Linked DNA regions of Hordeum vulgare: region 1 is linked to region 2. Evidence: chromatin contacts called from public Hi-C data. All regions are on one chromosome and are shown on one strand. Each heading gives the region's core, a stretch centred on a gene start, on an enhancer-like site or on the middle of the called end of the contact. The rest is flanking DNA. Distances are from core to core; before and after follow the strand shown.

Region 1 (3,593 bases), core at 466-2,965, 68 kb before region 2:
GGCGGCCGATGTAGCGACCCGCTCCATGGCGTCTTCCATCGAAGCGGCGGCGCTCTCCGAAACTGCGGCGGAGAACAGCAAGGCGGCGACGACGGACGTCGTTTTGCAGCACGCGACGAAGGTGCGTCGGCATTGAACGAGGCATCCTACCTTTTCTTCTTCCTGTCTATCTCTTCTCGTCGAACGCGCTCTTAGAAGAAGCAGTGCTGATAACGTGTTGTAATTGAAAAGAGAGATGTAATGAAAAACCACTGTTCACTTTATTCTTGATGATGAACTTTATATGACAGGGAAAGGCGGTTCCTGCATATGTCGGTTCCCGCATCGTGCGTGCGGTTCCTGCATCGTGCGTGCGGTTACGAGTAGGGATTAACTTAATTAATTACATAATTAATTAAACTCTAACAAATTTGTTGTGGATCGGGCTGTCGATCATACGTGGCGACCGCGCCCGGACACCCATATCCATTTTATATTTCTGTTAAATATAAAGAGTGTCAATCTGTTCGGACATTTAAGTCTCATTTAAGGTATCCGTCTGAATCTTATCTTTATGACCAGCTGCCACAGATTCTGAGGCGTCCAGATGTAGGTTCTCTTACTTCTCACTATGACCAGATGTATGTTTACCCGTGTCGTGATTTCGATCACGCAACTTGCTAGGTACAACCCAAGTGGGTTATCAGATCTCATCAGTCATCCATGCTCAGTCCAACAGGTGTCAGGGCGAATCATATGGTCATTTTCTACCACGGGATGACACGAGTTTGGTTTACAGATGCTAGCAAAAGGATCCGTGCGTTGTAACGGGAGAAAAAAAATCACCTTCTTCAACGATGATGACCATATTATATTCATATCTCATCGCATGATTTTGAAAATTTATTCACAAATGTAAGAAAATATTTCTTTTTTTAATTTTATTCACAATTCACAAGTTGAAACAATGTTCATATTTTTTTAAAAATATCATGATTGTCAAAAAACTTGGTAACTCAAAGAATTATTCTGAATTTCAAGAAACATTTTTAAAAATATACTATAATATTCTGATCCACCCTGACAATTAATTCTTCAAAATTCACTCAGGTATATAATCTAAAAGACTCATAAACATTACTTTTGAACTGCATACATTCGATCATTCATGAACATTTTTAAAAATTTGGGAACATTTTTAAAATTGAAAACATTTTTTACTATTTATAAACTTTTTTTTAAAATTCCAAACAATATTTTATATTACGATCTATTTTCAAGTATTTTCTCATGAATTGGCAAATAATTCAATTTTTTGAATTATCAAACATTTTTTTAATTGCATTAAAGAAATTTCTTAAAATGATAGACTTTTTTTTATTCACGAATGTTTTCTCCAAAACTACGATTTTTTTAATATGAAACATTTTACAAAAATTCCGAACAATTTTTGAATTCGCAAAATTTTATGTTTTATCAAAATTTTTATGTTTTATCAAACATTTATGTAAATATTTTTTTTTGAATTTCTAAAGTTTTTGTTGATTTATTTGAAATAGAAAAAATAAAAAGCAACAGATAAATAATAATTAAAAAACTAAAAACAGGCCCCCGCCCATGGGCTGGCCCAAATGGGCGTGCTGTTTATTTTTCACCGAGCAGAGCGTAGTATAGCTGGTCTCTATGTTTGGACCGGCCCATGCGAGGATTCCCTGCGAAACCTTTTTTATATGTTTTTTAAAACTTAGGCGTATGCTATAAGTCAACTGGCTACCTTGATTAGAATTTGATCATACGACAGGGGTTTTTATGTAAAACTAAAAAGCGGTTCCTAGTCATTTAGAAAAGGGACTGCGGGTTAGTTCAGATAAAATATAGGGGGTTTTGTGCAAAACATAAAATAACGGTTCGACTTGACTTACATAAGGACTGCCGGTTTAATCCTCGAAAATGGAGGGGTTTTTTTGCAAAATTTCCACGACGGACGACAAAAACATTACGTGCTTTATTATTATGAAGAGATTCAGGAGAAAAATACGTATGGTGACTCCTCAAAATGCACTCTGATGATTCTTAATTCCGATACATTATATGAATAAATTAACGCGAACACTGGTTTAAATATATGGAGTGAAAGAACTTTACATTATCAAATTTGTAGATGTGAATAATGGTTTCGGATGAATTGATAAATGTTTTTATCAAAACTTTATGAAATAATTATTAATAATGACTGCATACATCGATTGATGTAGAGATTAGGGGTTTAACATCTTTTTCTAAAAAAACATGTGCTGCGAGCATCAGCCATTTACCAAGATGGCAAGATCGCTGTTTTCAAAACCACAACAGCACGAACAACAGATTTTTCCAAGATGATAACGTATTCTACAAATAGTTGGTTCCACGCAGGACTCAACTACAAATAGTTGGTACTCAAATAAAGTTGATAATGCTGCAGCACACCTTTAGTTGAGTTGCAGCATCGTGTCTAAGCATCTGCTATGCAGTCTTGCCTTGGGCGCGGCTCAGAGTTTTCTTTTCATAGTCAAATTACACACATGACATATTTTTGATTGGCTGCCAACATGAGACCTTATCTGCTCAACCAAATCGTTTTGCAACTACATGTGAGTTTTCTTACCATGCATTTTATAATGAAATTGGACGAACTATTCAAATATTACTGCTCCTCTATGCTCAGGCACAATATTCCGACCCTGAAACTGAAATCGTTGATCGTAGATACATTCTGGACGCTCATCTTCTACAATCGTATTGTGCATAATCACACAAGCTATCATCACCTCCCACAACTTTTTGGTGCTCCAAATCCTAGCAGGGTACCGAACGATGCCCCATAGAGATAGCAAAACACCAAAGGCACGCTCGACGTCCTTCCTAACACTCTCTTGCTCTTGGGAAAATCTTTTCCTTTTCTCATCGACAGGGTCGAAGATTGTCTTCACAAGAATGGTCCACTGAGGGTAGATACCGTCACCCAGGTAGTATCGTTTATCGTAGTTGTGGCCATTGATGGTAACATTCACCGGTGGCCTGTTGCCTTCCGCAAGCCTTGCAAACACCGGCGAGCGTTGAAGCACGTTGATATCATTATGTGTTTCGGCCATGCCAAAAAAAATGCCAGATCCACAGATCTTATGAGGCCACAACCTCATGCATGACAGTGCAAGCCTTGACATGACCCTTATATACTGCCCTTGCCAAGTTGTAGGGCAGTTCTTAGGCTCCTAGTGCATGCAGTCTATGTTGTCAAGCATCTCTGGAAGCCTCTGCTGGCATTCATTACCAACAATTGGGTTGTATCTTGAGGAGTCAGCTCTCTCAAGTACTCAGGACCAAACACAACAATCACAACCTTGCAAAACCTGTACATGTACTCCAGACATGTAGACTCGCTCATACGGACGTACTCATCAATGAGATCACCGGACACTCCGTATGCTAGCATCCAATGCCTGCAGTGCATTTCTAATAAGATGAGAAGCCAATCTTTCCAAGGACGTCATCTTTGCACTCGAAATAATTATCTTATATGACAACCCCCTCTCTAATATGCTTGAAAACATGCCTAGCCATACGATAACACCGTC
Region 2 (3,733 bases), core at 654-3,153:
GTATTATATGCATGATATAATATATAATACTCCTCATTACAATCAGCCTTAGCGCTGCAGCGTACGTGCGATTGAAGCTTAGCCGATAGTAATCAACGAACAACAGTACATGACAACAGTACGTGAGCTTTACAGATATGGATGGCTAGCTGATGCATCATGCTAATTAATCAAGAGCACTTACTCTATTATGAGAGGGAGACGTACATGATTAATCATGCACAATTACTATGTTTCAGATCCGGCGCTCCCAGATCAAATCGAGTCAGACTCTGTCCAAAGCAAGCGCTAGCATTTGGCTACCTGGTTTTGAAAACAAATTTGACGAGAACAGTTTAAAGCAGACCTCGAATGAGGAGGGAGGGATTGATCAATTACGTTAAAAGAATGGTGACAAGTGATCGTCGGCCGGCCGGCCCATGCAGCACCGTTGCAAGTGTATGAGGGATGACGTGGAACGTAGACACAGCACCTACGTACAAACAATTAAAGTTGTCAGATGGCATGCGCCATGCCCGATCGAACCATACGTGCATCAACCGATCCATCGGCAAGTCGTGTCAATATATACACGCAGCAAACAACGGAGTTTCTGTAGAAACGGACGAATGGTGGGTACCTGACGCGAGTACGTATGGCAGGCGCCGTATTCTTGAGTGTTGGTTGCACCCCGACTTGTTAATGTTATCCCTTCAATTCCCCACCTACCAATGAATGAATGAATGAATGCGAGGAGACGGAGACGTGCCGCTCTCTCCTTTCAATTCCCCAGCAACCAACAAAACCGGCACACTCGCACGCTCTGGAGGAACAAAAACTTCAGTTAACAAAACAGAGCCGCCCAGAACTATTTCCTATATACTTCCTCCGTTCCTAAATATAAGTCTTTTAAGCGATTTCACTAAGGGTCCACATACGGAGTAAATTGAGTGAATCTACACTTTAAAGTATGTCTATATACATCCGTATGTAGTCTTTTAGTGAAATCTTTAAAAAGACTTATATTATGAAACGGAGGGAGTATACATCTAGTGCAAAATTCTACGCCCATCAGAGCCACGAAATGGCAAGTGATAGGCATAGAGTACAACTTGCTGATGGATGTGTAACAATAATGCTACGACGACTGCATCTGATAAATCATTCTTATGCTGGCTCCGTGTTTCACAACAATCATGCAGGCAGGCAGCTGTTGGTCACACAACACATGAGTGCAACAGGACGTAGTACACAGAAAAGTGACCAAAGATATGGACAGTTTATCTTATGTACCCCGAAGGCCACGATAAAAAAAAGCTTGTGGTTGTGGATAGGAAGATAACTCTCCACCATTCATATGCATGTTTTGTGGTTCAGGCTCGCCTTGTGCAACTAAAGAAAAAAGGCCAATAACAATAACTCTAAGAAATCATTCGTATGTTGGTTCCGTGTTTCAGAAAGAGAAAAAAACAATAACCGTGACACATGCCTCCCTCGGTAGCATGAGAGAGGCAAATATTTAAAAGACCTTGACACATCTACTTGGCACCTCGAGAACTCTATTAAGGAATAATGGGTAAATAGATCAAACCAGAGATAACAATAAATATATCTTACAATGGGTCATCTTTTAACCTTATCTTCAATAACTAGTTATTTTAAAAAACATGATGAGACATATTGTGCTAAGAGGTCATCTTTGTTATCTCTTAAATAAAAGAAGATAAATACTTTCTTATAAGTTCTACCTCGTCCACCTCATTATTTATTCTACATTACACCGCTAAGACAACATATTATTTATTCTACATTACACTGCTAAGACTACATCATTGTACATGTCATAGGGAGTACCTAAGAACTGAACGGATACACCACCGCCGCCTTTTGTGCTAACGTACGTGTCAGTGAGGTATGAACGGATCCCCATCCGGCCGCTATAAGTTGAGCAGCACACAGCAGCGGCCTCCCCTGAGTTCCCACAGCGCACTACTCCCATCCCATCCCATGGCGTCCGGACAGCCGGCCGTGCAGGTACACCATTTTGCTCCGCTCCCGTCCATAGATGAATCAGTTGCTCTTTTTGACGTACGTCGTGTTTCTTGGATCTGCTGCGTGCAGACCTTTGTTCTGAGGGTGTCCATCCACTGCCATGGCTGCAAGAAGAAGGTCCGCAAGGTGCTCAAGAGCATCCAAGGTACGCAGCTAGCGTCAGTCACTCTCTTCTTTCATCCTCGCGTTAATTAACTACTAAGTGTAAGTGGTCGTCGTTTTGTTCTGGTTGGGATGTTGGTTCAGGCGTGCACGACGTGAAGGTGGATGCCCAGCAGCACAAGGTGCTGGTGACGGGCACCGTGGACGCCGAGACGCTCGTCAAGACGCTCTACAAGTCTGGCAAGCAGGCCCTGCCATGGCAACACACGCCTGCCAAGAACCCCGAGGCCCCGCCGCCGGCCGAGGTCAGCAGCAACGATGCTGCTGCGGCGGCGGACAAGAACCCGGCGGAGCCTGTGAAGGAGCCGCAGGCCGACGACAGCTCGGACAGGACGCCGGAGCAGGAGGAGACGGCCCCGGACAAGACGCCTGAGACGGAGAAGGAAGCAGAGTCTGAGAAGAAGGAGGATGAGAAAGAGGAGGCGAAAGCCACGAAACCAAGCGCTGAGGCAAAGAAAGACGGCGGCGACGGCGAGGGCCCGGCGGCCGAGCCCAAAGCAAAGGAGGACACAAAGGTGGCCGGCAATGACCAGGGCGAGGCCAAGGAGGAACAGAGCAAGCCTAAGGATGCAGCTGCGGCGGACAGGTCCCTATCTCCGGCGCCGACGCCCGCGCACCAGGAGTTCAGCCCGTACAACGCGCCGCAGCCGGTGACGAGCTACCACACGGCGCATCCGGCAGCGAGCGTGTCCTACTACGCGCCGCAGCCGGAGCAGGGCTACTCCATGCGGCAGCAGCCATCGCAGCCGCAGCCCGGGTACTCCTCCCTCATGCAGCCGCAGCACCCACCGCCGGCGCCGCAACAGCAATGGTCGCCGTCGTACCTTTACATGCCGTACCCGCACGCGTCGCTGGAGTCGTACTACCCGGATTACTACAGCCCGCCCGGGACGCACACGCCACCGGCACCGCCACCTCCGCCGCCGCAACAGCAATGGTCGCCGTCGTACCTTTACATGCCGTACCCGCACGCGTCGCTGGAGTCGTACTACCCGGATTACTACAGCCCGCCCGGGACGCACACGCCACCGGCACCGCCACCTCCGCCGCCGCTCCAGGACTCGTACCGCCTCTTCGACGACGAGAACCCCAACTCGTGCAGCGTCATGTGATTTCACCGAGACATGGACACGTATGGCGCGGCGTAGCTCCAGCTAGCCACCGGCGGCAGAGTAGCTAAGAAAAGGCGGCTTAAAGCTCTCCTTGACCAATCCATTTTTCCTCTTCTTCTTTATTATTGTTATTAGTGTTCTATAAACAGAGCATGTAATTGTAATGAGATAAGCCTTTACATGTAGCATAGCATCAATGAAATCTTCCCTACTCCCTCCGTCACGGTTTAGAAGGCGTGCATACAAATTCTCTAGGACCTAAGTGGTTATTGATTGGCTCTGAAATAAGTTAAAAAATAGCATTCACACTACGCATGCATATAGAAGTAGTACAACGGAGTACTAATTAGCTGCTAGGAGTAAATGCAACGCGCCTTAATCTTTGTCTATTTTGGAAACGCATGCAAGTCTAACTGTGCCTTCTAAAC

Evidence for each region. A called contact is a pair of places that touch in the nucleus more often than the background predicts.
Region 1: a contact with region 2 is called in a Hi-C map of seedling, with 2.0 times the contacts expected there. The contact joins the enhancer-like site here to the promoter of LOC123407452 in region 2. A contact is called at or near these places in 2 of 6 Hi-C or Micro-C datasets (leaf and seedling).

What each region holds. Positions count from the first base shown.
Region 1 is chr7H:620,791,268-620,794,860 of MorexV3_pseudomolecules_assembly, reverse strand. No RefSeq gene overlaps it. Among protein-coding and RNA genes, the nearest start is that of LOC123411567, 38 kb to the left of the region's middle. Within about 2 kb of position 1,715, at least 3 of the 3 cell types and tissues checked have open chromatin away from gene starts, as enhancers often do. A contact at or near this core is called in leaf and seedling, where this site is marked.
Region 2 is chr7H:620,723,697-620,727,429 of MorexV3_pseudomolecules_assembly, reverse strand. LOC123407452 (heavy metal-associated isoprenylated plant protein 35-like) reads left to right here and starts at 1,903. Exons shown (of 3, transcript XM_045100588.1): 1 at 1,903-2,013; 2 at 2,101-2,176; 3 at 2,278-3,523. The coding sequence starts at 1,987. The coding sequence ends at 3,305.